2 separate regions of the Mus musculus genome follow, and region 2 is linked to region 1. The links are chromatin contacts, called in public promoter capture Hi-C maps. All regions are on one chromosome and are shown on one strand. Each heading gives the region's core, a stretch centred on a gene start, on an enhancer-like site or on the middle of the called end of the contact. The rest is flanking DNA. Distances are from core to core; before and after follow the strand shown. Region 1 holds the start of Htr2c (5-hydroxytryptamine (serotonin) receptor 2C). Region 2 holds the start of Lrch2 (leucine-rich repeats and calponin homology (CH) domain containing 2).

What was found. Promoter capture Hi-C pulls out the DNA fragments that hold promoters and counts their contacts.
Region 2: a contact with region 1 is called in a promoter capture Hi-C map of embryonic stem cells. The contact joins the promoter of Lrch2 here to the promoter of Htr2c in region 1. A contact is called at or near these places in 12 of 39 promoter capture datasets (the 3T3-L1 cell line, 3T3-L1-derived adipocytes, cranial neural crest and 7 more).

Annotation. Positions count from the first base shown.
Region 1 is chrX:146,960,490-146,963,840 of GRCm38.p6, forward strand. It overlaps Htr2c (5-hydroxytryptamine (serotonin) receptor 2C), which reads left to right and starts at 2,024. Exons shown (of 6, transcript NM_008312.4): 1 at 2,024-2,585.
Region 2 is chrX:147,551,940-147,555,656 of GRCm38.p6, forward strand. Lrch2 (leucine-rich repeats and calponin homology (CH) domain containing 2) reads right to left here and starts at 2,142. Exons shown (of 21, transcript NM_001081173.2): 1 at 1,739-2,142. The coding sequence starts at 2,111.

The DNA of each region.
Region 1 (3,351 bases), core at 774-3,273:
TAGGGATTTATATGTACAATTTTGAAGTAATACAAACGTCTCAACCTCTGACATAGTCAACAGAAGTCGCGATAGAAAAGAAAGTATGAAAGTATTCCATATTCGCAAGCATAAAAAAATGCAGAGTTTTAAAAGATGAGTGCTTAATTATTTAAAGAGAAAGCATACGTTTTCGCTTTGATATTTATAAAATACTTTTCGCTAACAAATCGATCCTACAGATGCAAGTGTGGTGCAGTCCGCGGACTTGGCAGCGCTGTCGCCGCCACCTGTGTAGCAAGCACCATACAGGAGCATTCAACAGATGCTTCAAGCAAACTGCAATGGGGTTTTTCCTTGAGCAGGGGAGGGTGGTGGTCCTGATGGTTCATTGCCGAATTAAATTTCAAAGCCTTGCAAAGTATTTGAATTCATTAAAGACTGAGAGACTCCCGATCCTTGGGTGGCTTTCTTTCAATACAGTTAGTGCTCCCATTACAAACCTCAGAAAAATATTTGGCACCTGGGGACCCAGAATAAAGAAGAGATCTAACTTCTCATTTATCCCAACTCTATCTCCATTCTAAACTTCTATACCTCTTGGGGTCAATAGTCCCACAGTTGCAGCCATCCTTTCTGCAGTTTTCGGATTTGCACCTTCAAGCCCCTACACCGACCCTTTGCCACCTCTTTTATATAATCACTGTTCTGTCCTCAGGACCCAAGTAGCTGTACCAGTCTCTTACGCTGATCCAGCTACCTCCCAGCAGTGGGGAAACAGTCTTTACCTCTCCAAGTAGCTGTCCCTGTTGCTAACACAGCACACGCGCACACACACACACACACACACACACACACACACACACACACACGCACACGCACACGCACACGCGCACGCACACACGCACACACAAACACCCCTAGACTCTCTCTCTGAATAGAAATCTGGTCTATCTTTCTCTGTGGATGTATCTCCACTCCTAGGCTTGTTTTTCATGTTACTCAGGTATCTTGGCCAGGTGGCCAGGACCAACCTCTGTGCTGCATCCTGGACACAGCAGGCACCTGCTCACTGGTACTTGAGAGTTAATGGTGAAGAGGTCAGCTTGCCCAGTTACAGCTGAGTGTACAGGCAGTTGTCGAAAGGGAGATTTTATTTCTTCCCTGACCTTACTTTTGTGTTTATGCCTTGATAGCCCTTAAAGAGGCTAGGCAACTAACTGTGCCTCCTAATTTCTGTTGGAGATATTTTCAGCTCCCAGAGAAAACCGAGTGAGCTACCTTCAAGGCTTATCTCTACGCTTTTAGCAGAGTGTGCGGGGGTGTCATCAAAAAGGAATTAAAAAAAATGCTTTCTTAGGCCTTGAAAGCCAAGGGGTTTCCTTTCTCTTTTTGAATTTAAGAGTAGGGGTGAGAGTAAGGAAGCCAGCCATCAAACTGATTTGTGGCCTTTAATGGTTGATCCTGTCAGAGTCAGTAGTTCCTGATGAAGGGAAGAATGACAGTCAGAATGGAGACCCTCTGAAGGAGTTTATGAACCAGTAAAATTTATAAGATTTTGAAAGTCTGTTTCTGGAACTAAACCCCCCCCCCCGTCTGTATTTCTATCTTTATCTGCGTATATCTGTCTCTCTACTTGTCTGTCTCTCCTCTGTGTCTCTCTATTTCTGCATCTGTCTCTCTGAGTGCCTCTGTCTCTCTGTCTCTGTCTCTGTCTGTCTGTCTGTCTGTCTGTCTCTGCAGTATGTGTTTAAAGTTATATCTTTGAGGGTCGATTCTTGAGAATTTCCCCATCTCCTGTCTGGTGCCATGGATGACCTCAGTTTCCCCGAGTCCCTATGGCTTATGAATCAAATTAATCACTTCCCCACCTACGCCACAGCTCAGGGTCCCCTGCCAGCAGATTCCAGACGCACTAGGATTCTGGTCCAAACAGGCCCTGAGCAGTGTAACCCTGAGCACTGATTGGCTCTTCTTCGCTCCTCGTGACTCCTCCCCTCATCCCTGGTTTTGCCTAAGAGCCTGGTGCAGCCTCACCAGCTCTGGGTAGGTGCTCTGGTTCTCACCAAGGAAGCTTCCTTGGGTGCACCAGGCTTAATGATTGAGCCCTTGGAGCAGCAAGATTGTTAATCTTGGTTGCTCCTTTGGCCTGTCTATCCCTTACCTTCCTATTACATATGAACTTTTCTTCGTTCTGCACATCGATTGTCGTCGGCGTCGTGGAGATCGTCGTGGTGCTCCGGTGGTGGTCTTCGTCCGCTTAGAATAGTGTAGTTAGTTAGGGGCCTTCAAAGAAGAAAGAAGAAGCGATTGGCGCGGAGATGCTGGAGGTGTCAGTTACTATGCTAGAGTAGGGTAGTAAAACAATTCCAGCCAAACCTTTCCGGGGGGCGCAGGTTGCCCACAGGAGGTCGACTTGCCGGCGCTATCCTTCGCGCCGAGCTCCCTCCATCCTTCTTTCCGTCTTCTGAGAAGCGAGGTTGCGGCGCGCAGCTCAGAGCAGCGCACTGACTGCCGCGGGCTCCGCTGGGCGATTGCAGCCGAGTCCGTTTCTCGTCTAGCTGCCGCCGCGGCGACCTGCCTGGTCTTCCTCCCGGACGCTAGTGGTAAGTTGGAGCCCCCGGGCGGCATTGCTAGCTGAGACCTTAATGATTTGGGCGGAGGATGGGGTAGGGGAGCATGGACAGGTCCCGGATGGTTGCAGCCTGGAGGACCGCGCTGGTTCGGGAGGGTGGCGGGGAGCGACTCAGAGCGCTCAAATCGCGGGGTGGTGGGGGTCTCTGGAAGGAGACAAGAACGCAGGTATCTCTAATGCAACCCGATTCTGGAGAAGGTTGGAGGACAGGTTGGAGATGTAGGCGCTAGAGGGAGGCAAGGATGTAGAGACCCTCGCTCTCAGGGAAAGCTGTGAGAGTAAGACTGGGGTGGGGTCTCTAGAAGTAATGGGAGGGGGAGGGGGACAGGGAAGGGTGGGAAGGAGGAGGAGTAAAACTGAACGCGGGGGTCTCAGGTTGAGGGGTTGGGCTGAGGAGGGTGAAATCCAGTAGGGGGGTGCAAACTGTTCACCTTATTAAGAAATCGGACTCGGACCAAGTGGGAGGGGGCTCAGGGTTTGAAGTAATGGGAGCGGGGCTGGGGGGATTGCAAATGATCTCTATTATGTTCTCGGTGAAACCGACCCTCATTTTCGGCGGGTCTCAGGGAACACACTCGTAACTCTGGGAGATAACACACTGCGGATCTGTCTTGGTCTAACAGCTGCTGGCTGAATTTGAACAGCGTTGCTGATGGTCACGTAAGTTTAAGAGGATAGTATAAGGGTATTCAGCGAGCCCTTTTATTAGCTTACTGAAGTCATTTGGTGACAATTTT
Region 2 (3,717 bases), core at 892-3,391, 590 kb after region 1:
TATCCTCAGGGAGAACAAGGCACAAGCATAAAGGGAAAATAAAGTCAGAAATGTCAAACAAGTAGTAAAGACAATAAGTGCCGAGGAATTCAAAGAAACAGAAGACTGCTATGGATTATGGAGCCAGCTTCTTAGAAAACCTCCTGCATACTGAGAACCTTCATGAATATGAGGCAAAATTACACAAACACATTTGAAGGGCAGCAAGCTGACCTAGTTGGAACAGAAGGCAGAAACATTTGTGGAGATAAGGTTGCAATAATTAACCTGGGGCCAGACAGTGACAGCTAAGATGCTTAAACTTTGTCCCACAGGTAGAATGAAGGAACCTTTATGGGTTAAAAAAAGAAAAGAAAAAAACAGTAAGAAAAACAATTCCTATAAGAATGCATCATGGAGCCATTTTTCTTGAAGCTTTTGTAAAAACACACCAAGGAGCATATATTGTCAGTACCTCACCATGAGTATGTGAATAGAGTTGTTTGGACAATCTGTTCTTGGTAAAGGTGTAAACATTCAAATGTGCTTTCCAAAATACAAAATCAGGTCTTGATTATGCATTCCTGAGGCTAACGCCTAAGAGGATTATTGACTAGGAAGCTTCATTTGAGGTTTTCTTCCTCTTCCATCCTCTGCCAGTGCATGCATCTTGATTTGATGTCTAGAAACTGAATGCACTCAATTTGTCTGGTTTGTAAATAAGGTTGTTTACTATTTCCTACTACGCATGAATTTACTTACTATGTTGCTTCAAAATCACTACATCACTTCTAATATTTTGGTGCATAATTCATTTCAGCAGAGTATATGGGGTACATAAATAAAGAATTAAAGATCATGAGAAGGAAAAAAAAACTTTCAGCAAACCTAAACAAAGCTAAAAATAAGCTGCACAGCTTTAGAAGGAGAGCGAATTCGTAACAACAGCAAAAATACCAGCCACAACAAAGACGAACACAGAGTATAGGATAATCCATTAACCATCAACTCCATAAGAAATGGAATATTTTTCTCAAAAATGCTCATTTCTTTTGATTTCTGCTATAAAAATTAAAACTAACATCATTCAAATCTGGACTGCCTTTCACCCAATAACCAAACCCTTAAGTGATTGATGATTTAATTTGCTACTACAACAAATACTAATCTAGCCACCATCACCTCTCAACGCCAGGAAAATGAATAAATAAAATAAGATAAAATAGAAAACACTCTATAAGGCATACATGAGGGGAAAGAAGCCAAAAATACCCTAAGATGATTAAACAAATCCACCATAAGACCACAAACAGCAAACCTGACTCTAAAAAGGACTATGCCATTCGTGCAGGCATGGATGCCTTCAAGGAATAAGTAGAGATTATGATATTCTGCATTGTCTGTTCTCAACTCCCCCTCACTGCCTCCCACCTACTCACAGTTGAGGTAGGGAAAGATAAGACCAAGAGTTGCAAGAAGTGCATTAAGGAAGGTGTCAATAAGTCCCTTCTGCCTGTATGCACGCAACTCTCTAACAATAATGCCCCTAACATCGCAGCCAGCTCTCCATCATCCCTGGGCTACTGGCGCCCCTCTTTCCCGCTGCCTGCATTGCCCCTTTGCAGTCACAGGAGGCTGCTAGGATTCCGGGACTCCCGCCGCCTCTGCGCGCCGGGCCAGCAGACTCCAAGGCAGCCACGCAGCCACCCACTCCCCATCCTCCTTCCAGGCCCCGCTTCCCCTCCCCCCAGCCTGTCACCTGCTTGGGTGGTGTCCGTCAGGTCGTAACCGCTGCCCGGGAACTCTCTGAGTTTCCTGCCACTGAGGCTCAGGATGCCAGAGTTCCCCGCCTCCTCCAGGGCCCGGTCCAGGCTCCTCACCGTGTGCTGCGGCTGCAAGCTCCCCGGGTGCCACTGCGGCCCATTGGGGAACGGCTGACCGAAAAGAGTCGGTACCGGGATGGGCACCGCCACGGTCCCGCCACAGCCGCCACCTCCTCCCGCCCCGGCCCCCCCACCTCCTCCTCCACCACCACCACCTCCTCCTCCAGCCGCGCCACCGCCACCGCCACTTCCACCTCCACTGCAGCCGCCGCCCCCACTGTTCCCACCGCCTCCCTGACTCGCCGCCATGTTCCTGGGAGAGAGAATAGCCCCCGACAATACTCGGAGCCTGGGCCGCGAGTGGAGGGGGTTCTTAGGACGCATGCGCAGGCTGAGGGTGGGAGGGGGGGCGAGGGAGATGGTAGGAAGGAACCCCGGGCCAGTGGCTATGAGGTGTCGCGCACACAGAGGACGCTGGAACGTGCTCAACGTTTGTTAAAAAAAAAAAAAAAAAACAACCGAGGATCCGAGGAAGGATGCTAAATCCAGGGTCCGCTGCTTTGGGTACCAAAGTCTTAAGAGGTACCAGGTTAACTGGAAGTCTCTTGAGCTCTGCGCCTCCTCCCCCTGCTCCCAAGTCTCTCAGAGTGCTTTGCCTTTTCCTTCTGCAAAACAAAAACAAAACACAAAATGTGAGGTGGGGAATAAAAGGACTTCTTTCAAAATGTATAGAAACAGCTCTTGGGAGGATTAGGAGGCAACTGACCTGAGATACTTCCTACAAATACCTCAAGAATCATCTTTCAGTGCAAATATACTAAAAGAAGGGTTGGAGAGGAAAATGAGAACCGTATTGAGAATAAGGCATAACTTGCATTCTGCTAGCCTTTAGAAGCCCAAAGTAGGAAAAGACCTTAAATGTTTTCAAGGAAGGCTCTCCTTGCAGTGAGTCTCAGCCAAACTGCTGCCTTCCAAACTTGGAAAGAGAGGTCTCCACATTCTGTTCTATGACTCTTTGAAGTTGTTCCAAGAACTCCAAAATATCTCCAGTTTCGTCTCATCACGTCAGCATTGGATGATAAAAGCGCTTTGATCATCAAACAACCTTGGAAAGAATTTTTGAAATACAGGTTTTAGTTTAAATGGCATTCTGACGATTTGATGCTGGGATTTGAAGCCAATCCATCTTGGGATTTAGGAGTTCCTTCTTACAACTTAAAGAGACGTTTTAATGTAGAGGCCAAAGAAAGTTGAAAGTCGATTATAAGACATTGTGGTGCCTCCATAATCTGACCACAATCTTTGTAGGCAGATAGGTAGTGAGCTCTTTCAGCTGCTGCTCAGATTTCCACTACCTACTTCTCTCCCAATGAGCCTCCAGCTCCCTTCCCTAATACTCAATGAGATTATTGGGGAAAACAATTAGAATGCTCTGGCATGTCCCTTTATCATTAATTCCAATAACTTGTGCACATGATTCACATCTTTGTAAATTTGAACAACATACCACAGTCTTAGAGAAGACTGCATGCACCAAGGAAATTGATCTGCCATAGGCTATATACTTTGAAAAACAATATAGGGAAGAAAAGCAATTTGGCTGAGTGACTTTGTGGCCATAGAGGGTTACTTTAAATGAATATGATAAGAAAAAATTGCATGGCCCAGCAGTGGTGGCACACGCCTTTAATCCCAGCACTTGGGAGGCAGAGGCAGGTGGATTTCTGAATTTGAGGCCAGCCTGGTCTACAGAGTGAGTTCCAGGTCAGCCAGGGTAACACAGAGAAACCCTGTCTCGAAAAACCAAAGAGAGAGAGAGAGAGAGAGAGAGAGAGAGAGAGAGAGAGAGAGAGAGAGAGAGAGAATATTGCACTCACATTGGACATGAATCACAGAAAGAATAGGACTTAAACTG